Linked DNA regions of Ovis aries: region 2 is linked to region 1. The links are chromatin contacts, called in public Hi-C maps. All regions are on one chromosome and are shown on one strand. Each heading gives the region's core, a stretch centred on a gene start, on an enhancer-like site or on the middle of the called end of the contact. The rest is flanking DNA. Distances are from core to core; before and after follow the strand shown.

Evidence for each region. A called contact is a pair of places that touch in the nucleus more often than the background predicts.
Region 2: a contact with region 1 is called in a Hi-C map of mixed tissues, with 5 times the contacts expected there. The contact joins the promoter of LOC101103566 here to the promoter of WNT9A in region 1. A contact is called at or near these places in 5 of 16 Hi-C or Micro-C datasets (blood, mixed tissues, muscle and 2 more).

Annotation. Positions count from the first base shown.
Region 1 is chr5:2,907,292-2,914,655 of ARS-UI_Ramb_v3.0, reverse strand. It overlaps WNT9A (Wnt family member 9A), which reads right to left and starts at 4,842. Exons shown (of 4, transcript XM_027969329.2): 1 at 4,702-4,842. The coding sequence starts at 4,796. It overlaps LOC121819576 (a long non-coding RNA gene), which reads left to right and starts at 5,326. Exons shown (of 3, transcript XR_006059799.2): 1 at 5,326-6,724.
Region 2 is chr5:3,447,842-3,455,205 of ARS-UI_Ramb_v3.0, reverse strand. It overlaps LOC101103566 (RNA-binding protein with serine-rich domain 1-like), which reads right to left and starts at 3,642. Exons shown (of 1, transcript XM_042249430.1): 1 at 2,821-3,642. The coding sequence starts at 3,642. The coding sequence ends at 2,821.

The DNA of each region.
Region 1 (7,364 bases), core at 3,593-6,092:
GCCCTAATCCCAGACCAGACCCCAGCAAGTGAACCTTCACCCCAGCCCACACAGTCCACCGGGGCCAAGCAGGGACGGTCCACGGATGCAAACCCTTTATAGGGTGAGAGGCAGCATGCTGGTTCACAGGTCAAGAAAACAGGCTCTCCTCAATCCAAGAAGAGATCTAGAACATTTAAAGAGCTCTTATGTCTCGACAGAAAGACAAACAACTGTGCTAAAAATTAGGCAAAGAAACTGAATAGACATTTCCCCAAAGTAGACACTGCAAATAGCCGCCATGCATATGAAAAGATGCTCAATAGCACAAGCTATCAGGGAAGTGTTAGTCACTCAGTCATGTCTGACTCTTTGCAACCCCATGGACTATAGCCCGCCAGGCTCCTCTGTCCATGGAATTCTCCAGGCAAGAATACTGGAGTAAGTAGCCATTCCCTTACTCCAGGGGACCTTCCCAACCCAGGAATTGAACCTGGGTCTCCGGCACTGCAGGCAGATTCTTTACCTTCTGAAACACTGTGGAAGCCAGTCATCAGGAAAATGTGAATGAAAACTACAATGAGATACTACCTCAAGTCTATCAGGACGGCCAGAATTTTTTTTTAAAAAATGTTTTTTTTAAATCAGAGAAGCATTGGCGAGGATATGGAGAAATTGGAACCCTCCCTCTTACTGGTGGGAATGCAAAATGATGCTATCGAAAAAAGAGTTTGGTGGGTCCTCAAAAAGTTAAACACAGCATTACTATATGATCCAACAATTCTACTTTTAGGTATATACCCAGGAAAACTGAAAACATACGTCCACAAAAAAAAAAAAAAAACAAAAAAAAAACTGTAAACCAATTTTCATGGAAGCATTATCCACAACACCCAAAAAGTTGAAACTACCCAAGTACCTATCAACAGATGAACAGATGGAAGAGAGCAGTCACATGCCCACCCAGTCGAATATTATTTAGTCACAAAAAGGAACGATACACTGAATCATCCTACAAATGTGAATAAACCTCGGAAACAGTATGCTCAGTGAAAAAAGCCAGATGCGAAAAGCCACATACGGTATGATTCCGTTTATATGAAATGTCCAGAACAGGCAAATCCACAGAAACAGAAAGTGGATTAGCGGTTGCCAGGGGCTGGGGGAAGGGGAGGGGGATATAAAGTTTCTGGGGTGATGAAAATGTTCTGGAATTAGAGAGCAGTGCTGGTTGCACAGCCTTGTGGATGTATTAAAAACCACTGAACTGTACGCATCAACTAATAGAGAGGATGTGAGTTACATCTCAATAACAAAAAGCACTCGCCCCCCATTCGCAACAGTCCAGAGCACCTCAGCTGCCAATTACATTGACTGCCAGCACCTCTCATAGACTAGGGAAGCCCTCAACGGCATGCCTGTGCTGCCTCACGCATGCAGGCCTCCAGGCTGCCTGGAGCAGAAAGTTGGGACAAACCCACAGACCTCACAGCAGTGCCCTGCTCCCCCTCGGTAACCTGCAAATGCTTCCAGTGTAACATGGAGTGCTGAGGCCAACACCTGGAAGAGCCTCAGTGCTCACTGTGCCCCTTCTTGCTTCCTCTGAAGATTAATCTCCTTGGAAGCCTCAGGCCTCCACTCGCCTGGGCAGCTCCTGGATGCCTGTCTCGCAGCTTCCCTAGGGGCCTCTGCTGGGGGCTGGCTCAGCACATGGGACCTCTAAGAAAAAGGCAGTAAAGTGCCAGGGAGCCCAGGCAATGCTTTGGCTGGCACAGATCCCCAAATCCCAGCCCCAGTCCCTAACTCCAGCCTCAGAGAAGCACAACGGTAGCTCGCCCCAGGGTCTGAGGCATCCCTTCCTGAGCAGCTTTCAGCATACGTGACCCACCCTTTACCTCCATATTCTCACCTGAGGATAACACCCAGAGAGAAGCTGAGTACCGGAGAGCCCACCCAGATCTATTGAGTGGGACAGGGCGGCAGGGGGAAGAGGGGGAGGTCGTTGGTGGCAAGGAGGGGTGTCCAAGTTTATATCTCAAACTTGCCGCAAGCCCTTGGGACAGCCTCTTCCTGCTTAGAGCCAGGCTCCACTTCCTTCCAAGAGGGCATCAGGCCAAGCTGTCTAGGCCCCCAGAGCACAGACATCTCGGTAGCCCCAGGAGAATCAGATGGAAACACCACCTGCTAATCACGCCGAAAAGCAGGGTCAGGCCTGGCAGGAAGAGAGAGGAGCCCCTTTTCCATGGCAGGCAGATGACCTGCGGGGCCCAGCCTGGTGGCCAGAGGCTGAGGAGGACAGCAGAGGCAGGGCGGCTTGGGTTGCAGGCCGAGGGGGGTGGGGGGGCAGGGCAGGGAGGGCTCCCACCGCCCACGTGATCCTCCCCCAGGCCAGCCTCTCCGGGTTTCTGGGCTGTAACTGGAGCTGCCCTGCCTGTGCGCCTCTGTGCCAGGCAGAGCTTTCAGAGTGGGGGAAGGGAGAGGAGGGCTGGATCCCAGCTCCTTCCCCGGTTCCCTCCGTACTCGGGGTGGGGAGGGGAGCCCCAGCACAAGGCACAGGGAGGCCCCCTGGCTCTGGCCCAGCCCTGCCTAGCCCTGCCTGCCTTGGGCCATCTCCTCCTCCCCCTACCCTCTGGCTCCTGTCCCTTTACTAGGCCAGGAGAAAACGCCCCAGACCCAGGTTCAGCCGCTCACTGCCGGCCGGAGGCTGGGTCTTTACGCCCTGCGCTATCCTGAGTGGACTCCAGCACCAGATCCCTTCCCTCCTTTGCTTGCTCAGCTGGCACGGAGCCTGCCACCCCTCCAGGACTTTCGTCCACCAAGCTGAGTCTTTTCTCTCTTGCCTGGTGTGGAGGAGACAGAGGGGAAGTGGCCCTCCAGCAGAGCAAGCACAGCCTCTTCCTCTGGGGCAGTCTTCCACGGGGCAGGACTTGAGAAGCCCACTTGAGGTGACCTCTGGGATTTAAAAGCAGGGCCAAAAGGGCTAGCTGGAGAAGCCGCAGGGGCGCCAAGCCCTCTCAACTTGCCACACAGCCCCTGGGGGTTATTCTCTTCAAGGGAGCCAAGGAGACTTCCCTGGAGGTACAAAGCGCAGAGAAAACAGGGAGAAAGAGAGATGCTGCAGGGGTGGGGGTGAAGGATGGGAGCCAGGACCCTGAAAACCACTCTGTGGATCCGACCTTCCCGGAGAGTAAAAGCGGGCAGCAGGGACTCCGCACAGAGCACAGAGTGGCGCAGACGAGCCCAGGGTGTGTCTGGAGCCTGGTGAGCAGACCCACGGCAGCGCCTGGACAGCGCAAAGGCACAGCTGGCTGACAGGCCATCGTGACTCACCGCGGACCTGCAGCCAGACAGCCAGCCTCTGACCCTCCCTCTGCCCGAGAGGGTGAGGCAAAGGCTGCACAGATGGCATGCAGGGGCGTGCCAGCCTCTGCACAGCCTGAGCCCCAGGCAGGCCGAACTCAGCCACAGCCCTGGCTTCGGGGTGGGGTCTCCAGGGTAAGAAGACAAGGAGCTGACCCTGGGAGACAACCCAGGGGAAGGGAACAGGAGAAGTGGGCGCGGGGAGAAAAACACAAAGGGAAAGTTTCCCATGAAAATATTTTATTTTCTTTGAGAACAGGATACACCTGCAGGGCTTCTCGCCCAGTCTGCCTCTCCCCGCCCTGGCAGTGCCACATTTCTGGACCAACGGGGCCCTCTGCCGGCCAGGCCGCTGCGCGCCGCGCCTGGTCCACGGGAGAGGGAACAGGTGACAACGGGCGCAGGGCGGCAGCCCGGAACGGGCATAAGGCACCCCGGACGGGGTCTGGGCGGGACTCGAGGGTGGCCTCCGCTCCAGGAGTGGCACGGGGGCAGGAGGCGGGGCGGCTGGGGAGAGCCGGAGGGCTGCCTACACGATGCCACACAAACCTCGGGGGGCCCATCTGCAGAGTACAGCGAGGGTCCCCAGAGCTCGCCTGGCAGGACATCCCAGATCTGGGGGCGAGGAACCAGGAAGGGCAGGAAAGAACGATGGGGAGAGACGAGCCAAAACCACGAAAACTGCTGCTGCGGAGAAGCGCGCGGGGCAGCGACCCGGGAGGCGGCTGGAGGCAGCATTCACAGCCCGCCCGGGCCCGGCGCACCAGAGAGGTCCCACAGACGCGCTCCCGCGGGTCGCGGCCCGAGCGAACGTCAGAAGCAAAGCGCAAGAAAAATAAAATTCCTCCAGCCTGGAGTTTTTCCCCCTTTGGGGCTCAGTGCAAGGAACATCTGGATTTTGTACGTATTTTTTTGTTGTTGTTAAATTAACTTCTCGGGGAGAGAAAGGAGGGGGAAACTGCAAGGCGGGTGGGTGTGCAGGGGCCAGGGAGGCTCCAGACGTTTGGCTAGAAATCCCAGCCAAAGGCAGCCGATAACCAGAGCTTGGTCCCGCAGCTGCAGGGAGCCTCGCGCACGGCCGCGGGCGCGGCCACAGGGACTACGGCTCCGGGGTCACGAAGGACCGGGGCCTCACGCCAGCCAGCCGGGCACGCCGGCCCCTCTGCGAGAGCCGTGCCACAGGGACACCGACTCCCGAACCCAGCGACGCGGGCGCCGCAAACAAACAGCTCCAGGCAACCCGGCGCCCCTCGCTAGCCCGGGCTCCGCGCCCCGCGCACCTGGGTCGCCCCCGCCCGCGCGCCCGCGCCGGCCTCGGGCCCGGCCCGCCCGCCCCGCCCGCCGGGCCGCCGAGGCACCTACCCGAAGTAGGCGGCCGAGGGGCGCAGCGCGGCGAGCAGCAGCGTCAGCGCGAAGGCCGCGGCCAGCCAGCGCGCCAGCAGGGGCCCATCCAGCATCTTGCCGCGCCGCGGCGGCTGACCATCGCGCTCCCGGCCCCGCGCTGGGCGCCCCGCGGCCGCCGCCCTCTTATAGCGCCCGGAGCGCCAGGCCGGGGGCGGGGCGCCGGCCAGCTGGCCCGGCCCCGCCCGCGCCCGGGGCGGGGTCACGCCGGCGCCGGGGGCGGGCCGAAACCCGAGCCGGCGCGCCGCCCGGCCCCGCCGCCCGCGGGCCGCGCGGGTCCCCGGGCGCGCCTCGCGCGTGGGAAGCGAGGCACGCGAGGGGCGGGTGGGAGCCGGCGCGGCCGGAAGGGGCGGGGGCCCGGGGAAGGGAGCGAGCCCGCGAGCGGCGGCGGGCGTGGGTGGAGCCGAGGCGGAGTGTTGGTGGCCCGGGGCAAGGCGGCGAGGCTGGCGCTGCGCGGCTAGCCGGGTGCGAGCGGGCGAGTGGGGACGCCGGCGGAATCTGGAAGTGGGAGGTCCGGTGCAGCTGCGGGGGCGGGGTGCGACCTGGGGCGGGGCCGGGGCGGAGCTCTTGGCCCCCGCTCAAGCGGGCGGTGCCGCGGGGGGACTCGGGTGTCAGCCCGGAGCTGGAGCTAGCTTGTCGGCTCCCAGAGGAGTTTGCGTGAAAGGGGAGACAAGCCAGCAGGTGATGCCCCTGCCTTTGCGAGGCCAGCCGGGCGCTGCTCCCTGGTTTGTTGCCTTGGGAATGAGGCGACCTGATCAGGGATGGTGCGGCCAGGTCGATCGACCTTTTGGGACCTTTGTCTCCCTATTCTTAAATCGAAGGAGGAGCTGGCTGAGGTCACTGCCAGCGCTGATCCCCGGGTGACCTCCTTCTCAGAACCTCTGCTGTGAGGACTGGACGAAGGGGGCTTGGCACGGGTAGAGGCAACAGGAGCTGCCAGGGACAGGGAGGAGAGACGATGCAGAGTCACTGCTGAAGTAAGTCAGGGTCCGAGAACCCAAACCCCGGATTAAAACAGATAACACAAATTAACAACAGGATGGGTTCAAGGAGAATCCTTAGAGACCGCTGGGCCAGGGTGTCAACAGCCACAGCGGGGAGAGCTCTGAGGTTCAGGATATGGGAAACGTGTCCACGAAATGCCAGCCTTCAGGTGACCGTAGAGGCTCCATGGATCCACTTGGCCAATACTGTGGGGGCCCTCAAGTCCTGGGCCTGCAGGGGAAAGCACAGTTTTCTATCAGCCATGCGTACTGAGCTGCTGCTTTCTGGGCACAGTGACCCAGAGTCTGGGGGTCTGAGCACCTCTAAAGGCTGGGTTAATGGGTTCTGAAGATCTGCTTAGTGACGTGAGTCAGAACAAGGACTGAAAGGCAAAACAGGTACCCGGAGAGTGGCGCAGGGAGCGCAACACATGCCTGGGCTCCCACCTCTGCTAGAAGGCCACCCACTGAGCATACCCCATCCTCCCTAGGGGCCTTCCAGTGCTGGGCTGGTGAAAAGAGGGCAGAGAGGAGATGGGGCGTGGGCAAATCACTTCCTCTCTGGGCCTCAATTTCCCCATCTGAGAGGCATCCAACTCTAGGGAATCATAATGTCTTTTTCTAAGTTGTAATGTCGCGCTGCAGAAACCTCCACCCATGGTTTTGCTTCTGTGGGTGTGACCAGCCTCACGTCATCCCCCACCCCAGGGACTCCTCATGTAGGAGGGGGCTCTCCAACACTCTCGTCTGCTCACACCACACTCAGCCACTTCAACAGGGCTGCCACAGCAAAGAGAACACCAAAGCAGCTCCAGCCCACCCAGGCTGGAGGGCTAGGGGACACCCTGTCATGCCGTACTTCCACGTGTCTGAGTTCAACCCCCAAGGCCTCCACCTGAAGTCCTGGCTGCCACACTCCAGAAGCATGAGGCATGAGCTGAGGGGACGCAGACTGATGACATCTTTAAAGGCACAGAGATTGCGTCCCAAAAAAGTGAAAGGTGAGATTGTAAACGTGTCTGGAAGGCGCTGCAGGCCTTAATAGAGACTCTTTCCATGGGGAGTGGAGGGTTCTCCTTTGGCCACCCAGCAAGTCCCAAAGAAAGAGGCGGCCAGCTGAGGCTCCAGCCAGCAACCGGGGGGCAGGGCACAGTGCAACACAGATGAGTGCCATCTGTGGAAGGGGAATGAGGGTTTTCATCAGGGGCTGCCAGCTCATAGCAGCTTGGGGGCTATTGCAGTGGCCCCAAAGCACCTGTTTTTGAGCGCTAAGCCTCCCCCACGTATCAGCAGGGACACCTTCAGTCCAGGGAATAGGAGGACCAGGCTTTGCTAGGCCGTGCAACATGGGAGAAGGCTGAGGTGGGTGGCAGTGCCTGGTACATAGTAACATTGGGAATACGCCTGAGGGTCTAGGTGGGGCCACCCCTGGAGTGATGGCAGCAGCTGAGGTGGTGCCACCAGCTACCACTGCAGCTGGACCTGGGGGCACTGGCTGCCTCCCCCCGGAGTCTCCGAGACCTTAGACCTCTGCAGCAGGTCTGGCCACTTTTCCCTGCCCTTGCCTACATGCGTACCTCCGCCATGACCACTGGTGGGCCTTCCTGTACTGCAGACAAAAACCGAAGTGGCCCTACTTAC
Region 2 (7,364 bases), core at 2,393-4,892, 540 kb before region 1:
TTTTTTTTTTTTTAATCATTCCTGGGCCAAACTCTAAATCAGACAGAAGACGTTTCACTATAAGTCAATTAGCACTTAGGCTGTATGTTACGTCTTTCAGTTCAGTTCAGTTCAATTGCGCAGTCGAGTCCGACTCTTTGCGACCCCATGAATCGCAGCACGCCAGGCCTATCTGTCCATCACCATCTCCCGGAGTTCACTCAGACTCACGTCCATCAAGTCAGTGATGCCATCCAGCCATCTCATCCTCTGTCGTCCCCTTCTCCTCCTGCCCCCAATCCCTCCCAGCATCAGAGTCTTTTCCAATGAGTCAACTCTTCTTTATCTGTTACCTAAAAATTAAGTGGGTATTGTTTTTGAAGAATGTCATTTTGTAAGATGTTATTTATTTGTTTATTTTAGTTTTGGTGGCACTGAGTCTTCCGTTGCTGCCTGTTGGCTTTCTTTAGCTGTGGAGAGCCGGGATAGTCTCTGGTTGTGCCCAGGCGTCTCATCGTGGTGCCTCCTCCTGTTGCTCGGTTTCACTGTTTCTAGCACACGGACTTAGTTGCTCCAGGGCACGTGGAATCAGGGATCAAACCCTCGTGCCCTGCATTGGCAGGCAGATTTTTAACCACTGGACCACCAGGGAAGTCCTACGTGGGTATTCTTAAAAATTAGATTTGAATTTTGATTCTTAAGAAGGAACATGGTTTTGGGAAACAATTTATGCTGAAAATGACTTGCCAGCAAGCTTGTTGCTCTGATCAAAAATAGGTCTGAGTCACTGAAACTTGTCTTCCTCACAGTGTTGGGCCCATCATAATTAGTCATTATTCAAGAAACACATCATTGCTTATTAAATAAACAATTTATTTTACTTATAAGCACTCCATTTAGTAAACATAATTATTTTCACTGAACACATAGAACATGGAATAAAGGTGTCATGCTACAGAAGTCCCAGGGGAACAATATCAGGAAGGAGAAGAATGACATTTTCTGGAACTCTTTGTACAGTTTCGATAAAAATTGTTTTATCAGTAGTGGAGAGAGAAGGCTGATTCCAGAGGGCCAAAGAGTGACTAATAAATAGAAGGACAGAGAGTGAGTAGAGGAGGGCAGCTATGCCTTCTGTCAACAGGTTCTGGATTTAACTCTGGAAAAGTCTGATCAGGTCTCCCTACTGCTGGTAGTACTTACTAAGATTTTCTTCTGTGATTTCAAAGTTCAAGCCACAATAAAGAGTTTATAAATTTGTTTGGGTTCTCCAGTTTTCTCCGACATGGCCTTGGTTACTTCAGCCCAATTTCCCATAGCTGAGGGGAGAGGGGAGAGATTCCAGGGATGTCCTGGCTCTGTGGTGAGAGTCTGTGCTGCTCCAGAAAACACCTCTAGGAGCCCCTCCAGGGGACCCAGCATCGCTGCTATGGCCTCTGAGCTCCGGCCACCCTTGAATCAATCCTGGGCACCTTTCTGTCTGCCTGCAAAGCATCTTTTGAACAGAGTGACCTTTCCAGACCCAGTCATCAAAGTTAATATTGCATTTTCTCCACTAGTTTTCTAATTTTGAATTGTATATGTATTATCATCTCTTCATTCCATGTTGATTTTCTCACTAAGTTGGATACGCTATGAAGAGAAGAGTAAAGTGAGCTTTAATGGTTTACATTGACACACTCACTTATTCACTTCGCCCATCTAAAGAGCTCAGATATTTTGTTGAAAGAAACCATTCAAACTCCAAAAATAGTTTCTAACTTTTCTCAGAAAGTCACTCAACTTCAGTTACACAATGATACCGCCTCTTTGGCCGTAGACTGCAATCAACTGTCACTGTGATTTCACATCCTTTCTCTCTTAATTCATTTAACACTCTGATCACAATAATCTGCTTCAAATGTTAACCTAATCAGTACACTTTCTTTTAAATCAATCATTGCTGTCTTCAGATATGTTTTTAGAGTGAAAAGCTAAAAATATGATTTTATTCTTGTTGTCCTGCCATAGTTATTAACACTACCCCTTTCAACACTCATTATTTCCTGGTTTTGAAGCAAAATCAATTGATCCTCGCATTTACAGTGCACTTATTACATGCCAAGGTGTGGACTGAAATCTATGATTCAGAAATTCATTGAACAAAGTCATTGCCCCAGTTTATTTGAATGTTGATGAGAGAAAAGGTGTTTTTTTCCACTTAAATCCTAGATTTATTCAACACAATTGTTTTTACTGTACACAACAAAGTATAGACACAACATTATCTAAAATACTACAAAGCTAAAAAACAGAAAATTTATAGTACTGCTATACAGTAAAAGCTGAAAAAGCAAGGGCATGTTGCCAAGGTAACCTGCAGGACCACCAGTGGTGGTTCTATGGGGACCCTGCAGAGCTGGCTCTCAACTTACTCACCAGTTTCAGAGAAGGGAGCTGTGTGCGTGTGTGTGTACATACACATGTGAAAAGAACCATTTTGGGCAGATCACAGGAGGTATCTGACTCTAGAGGTCAGAAAAGGACCCTAGCAGGAGAGTAGGGCCGGGCTAACAGGAGAGGCATCACTGCTGGACTCTGCAGGCAGACAGGTCAGGGCAGCACCAGGCCACCGGATCGGGCCTCGGTCATCGGTGGAATGGGAAAACGAGTTCCCAGGCTGGGCCGGTTGCACCACCTGGCTGGCTCTGCTCCTCCCTGCTGGCGTTGTCATTAAACAGATTCTCAGGAACTAGAACCAGAGTTTTCTAGCCAGAACTGTGGAGGGCATCTTTACAAGCACGACCCCATACCACTGCAGCGGGAACTCTGCTGCCCTGGGACAAGCCTCGGTTGCTGCCTTCAGCTTCTGGAGGACCTGGAGCTGAAGCGGCTCCGGTGGAGGGGGGCGGCGAGGGAAGCGGGGTCGCCAGCGCTTCTGGGACCTGAGCCAAGGGGAAGGCGACCACCTTCTCCTCTGTGAGGTTGACCCGCACCATCTGGGGGGCAGTGACTGCATTCTCCTGCGAGGGCTGAGTCGCCTGGGGGTGGCACAGCGGTGGCCCTGATCTGCTGGCCGTCAATTTGTCCTCCATCCATGTACTTCAGCGCCTTCTCAGCCCCATCTGGAGTCTCGAACTCCACATAAGCATCAGACAGACCGGGGTGCATCCTCTCTACAGGCATGTCAATCACTCTGACTTTCCCGAAGGTGGAGAATATCTCCCGGATGTGGTCCTTGGTCACGTTCCTGGTGAGTCTCACGATGTGCAGCTTGGTGGGTTTAGGGGAAGGGCTGTGCCTTCTCCCTTCCTTTTCATCTCTTTCGGGTTGTTTGGGGTGAGACCGCTGTCTCTTTCCTCTTCTAAGCCAAGAAGGCCTCAAAGAGCCGGGGGAGCTGCTGGAGCTGGAGCTGGAGCTGGAGCTGGAGCTGCAGGACGTGCTGGAACGTCCTGAGCGGCTGGATGCTGAAGGTGAGCTGGAGCCGCTGCTGGAGCCCGAGCTGGTGCTACCGCTGGACGGAGACCTGGAGCTGCTGCTGCCACTGGAAGTGCCGCTCCACCTTCGAGTTCTAGCCCTGCCACGGTACTTCTCGCGTGACTCCTTGGGGCCGGTTTTATCTCTAGAGCGATCCCTGGACTGCTCATCAGAGTTCTCTCTGCATCTGGTGGGAGAAGGTGCCATCTCTCTATCGTGCTCCTCAGTATCTGGAGAGAAAGAGTTGATGGAGTAAAAAAGGCTTACCAGTGTTCGGTACAATAAAGCACTATAATAATCAATAAGGCCATCACAGCGGCAGGAGAAAGAGGGAGATATGAAGGAAGAGAAGTAAGGGGAGAGAAAAACATTAATAGCAACTGATGAAGAGGTTGGGGAAGGCCAAGCTGATGACTTATGGAGCAGAGAACTGAATTTTTAAAAAGAGAGAAAAGCAAACAAACCAACCAAGCACTTTGTGGGTAAAACATTTTCCAGAGAGAACTATGCAAACAGCCTGAGCAAATACTGCTTCTACTTAAGAGTGATTTTATTAAAAAAAAAAAAAAATCTGGCTTATTATCCCGAGAAAGGTTCATACACAAAACTGTACGAAATGTGGAATATTTCTTAATACTAACATTAAAGAAATAACTTTTAATAAGATAATTTATTTTAAGGGCCACTACCTGGTAAAGTAAAGAGATTGCGCAAAAGTAAGAACCATATACATGAACACTCCCCTGTGGTTTCTACACTCACCAGAAGAGGCTGGCTTGGAAATCTGGTCTATGCAGGTTCCCCCAGTTCCAAGAGCTGTCCTCTGACCACTCCTGAGATGCAGACTTGCTGAAGTCTACAGACTTCTGCCTCTGATTCTCCTTTTATAGGCGAAGAGATTGGACAATCCAATCAGGGGACAACCCAATCAAGAGGACACACCCTCTCTCAGATCAAAGGCATTGGAGAGGTTCCTAAATCTTTATCCGCAAACATTAGGAGTTTTAAACACATGAGCCACCCACCTCCTTGCATGACCCTGCAGTAAACTCTCTTTGTTCCAAACTCTGATGCTGTGACATTTTTTGGCCTCACAGTGTGTGAAGCACCTGAACTTGCTTTCTGGTTACATTCTTTCCGGAAAAGGAAGATACAGGAAGTTGCTAAGGTGTCTAGTGACTTGTAAAGTCACTTCTTCATTTTCTGAATGTTGAGCTTTAAGCCAACTTTTTCACTCTCCTCTTTCACTTTCATCAAGAGGCTTTTTAGTTCCTCTTCACTTTCTGCCATAAGGGTGGTGTCAACTGCATATCTGAGGTTATTGATATTTCTGCCGGCAATCTTGATTCCAGCTTGTGCTTCTTCCAGCCCAGCGTTTCTCATGATGTACTCTGCATAGAAGTTAAATAAACAGGGTGACAATATACAGCCTTGATGTATTCCTTTTCCTATTTGGAACCAGTCTGTTATTCTATGTCCAGTTCTAATTGTTGCTTCCTGACCTGCATACAGGTTTCTCAAGAGGCAGGTCAGGTGGTCTGGTAGTCCCATCTCTTTCAGAATTTTCCACAGTTTATTGTGATCCACACAGTCAAAGGCTTTGGCAGAGTCAATAAAACAGAAATAGATGTTTTTCTGGAACTCTCTTGCTTTTTCGATGATCCAGTGGATGTTGGCAATTTGATCTCTGGTTCCTCTGCCTTTTCTAAAACCAGCTTGAACATCTGGAAGTTCACCATTCACGTATTGTTTAAGCCTGGCTTGGAGAATTTTGAGCATTACTTTACTAGCATGTGAGATGAGGGCAACTGTGTGGTAGTTTGAGCATTTTTGGCATTGCCTTTCTTTGGGATTGGAATGAAAACTGACCTTTTCCAGTCTTGTGGCCACTGCTGAGTTTTCCAAATTTGCTGGCATATTGAGTGCAGCACTTTCACAGCATCATCTTTCAGGATTTGAAACAGCTCAACTGGAATTCCATCACCTCCACTAGCTTTGTTCGTAGTGATGCTTTCTAAGGCCCACTTAACTTCACATTCCAGGATGTCTGGCTCTAGGTGAGTGATCACACCATCGTGATTATCTTGGTCATGAAGATCTTTTTTGTACAGTTCTTCCGTGTATTCTTGCCACCTCTTCTTAATATCTTCTGCTTTTGTTAGGTCCATGCCATTTCTGTCCTTTATGGAGCCCATCTTTGCGTGAAATGTTCCCTTGGTATCTCTAATTTTCTTGAAGAGATCTCTAGTCTTTCCCAATCTGTTGTTTTCCTCTATTTCTTTGCATTGATCGCTGAGGAAGACTTTCTTATTTCTCCTTGCTATTCTTTGGAACTCTGCATTCAGATGCTTATATATTTCTTTTTCTCCTTTGCTTTTTGCTTCTCTTCTTTTCACAGCTATTTGTTAGGCCTCCCCAGACAGCCATTTTGCTTTTTTGCATTTCTTTTCCATGGGGATGATCTTGGTTCCTGTCTCCTGTACAATGTCATGAACCTCCGCCCATAGTTCATCAGGCACTCTATCTCTCAGATCTAGGCCCTTAAATCTATTTCTCACTTCCACTGTATAATCATAAGGGATTTGATTTAGGTCATACCTGAATGGTCTAGTGGTTTTCCCTACTTTCTTCAATTTAAGTCTGAATTTGGCAATAAGGAGTTCATGATCTGAGCCGCAGTCAGCTCCCAGTCTTGTTTTTGCTGCAAGAGCTTCTCCATCTTTGGCTGCAGAGAATATAATCAGTCTGATTTTGGTGTTGACCATCTGGTGATGTCCATGTGTAGAGACTTCTCTTGTGTTGTTGGAAGAGGGTGATTGCTATGACCAGTGCGTTCTCTTGGCAGAACTCTGTTAGTCTTTGCCCTGCTTCAATCCATATTCCAAGGGCAAATTTGCTTGTTACCCCAGGTGTTTCTTGAGTTCCTACTTTTGCATTCCAGTCCCCTATAATGAAAAGGACATCTTTTTTGGGTGTCCTTTTGACCTTCTAAAAGGTCTTGTAGGTCTTCATAGAACCATTCAACTTCAGCTTTTTCAGTGTTACTGGTTGGGGCATAGACTTGGATTACTGTGATATTGAATGGTTTGCCTTGGAAACGAACAGAGATCATTCTGTTGTTTTTGAGATTGCTTCCAAGTACTGCATTTTGGACTCTTTTGTTGACCATGATGGCTACTCCATTCCTTCTAAGGGATTCCTACCCACAGTAGTAGATAAAATGGTCATCTGAGTTAAATTCACCCATTCCAGTCCATTTTAGTTTGCTGATTCCTAGAATGTCAACATTCACTCTTGCCATCTCCTGTTGACCCCTTCCAATTTGCTTTGGTTCATGGACCTAACATTCCAGGTTCCTATGCAATATTGCTCTTTACAGCATCAGACTTTGCTTTTATCACCAGTCACATCCACAATTGGGTATCGTTTTTGTTTTGGCTCCATCCCTTCATTCTTTCTGGAATTATTTCTCCACTGATCTCCAGTAGCATATTGGGCACCTACCGACCTGGGGAGTTCCTCTTTCAGTATCCTATCATTTTGCCTTTTCATACTGTTCATGGGGTTCTCAAGGCAAGAATACTGAAGTGGTTTGCCATTCCCTTCTCCAGTGGACCACATTCTGTCAGACCTCTCCACCATGACCCATCCATCTTGGGTGGCCCCACAGGGCATGGCTTAGTTTCATTGAGTTAGACAAGGCTGTGGTCCATGTGATTAGATTAACTAGTTTTCTGTGATTATGGTTTCAGTGTGTCTGCCCTCTGATGCCCTCTTGCAACACCTACCATCTTACTTGGGTTTTCTTACCTTGGACATGGGTTATTCATATAAAACTGATATCAGTGAATAAAAAAATAGAGAAATCCAAAATTATGATTAGGATTCCAACACCCTCCCCAACAATACTACTAGTCTGAAAGTCAACA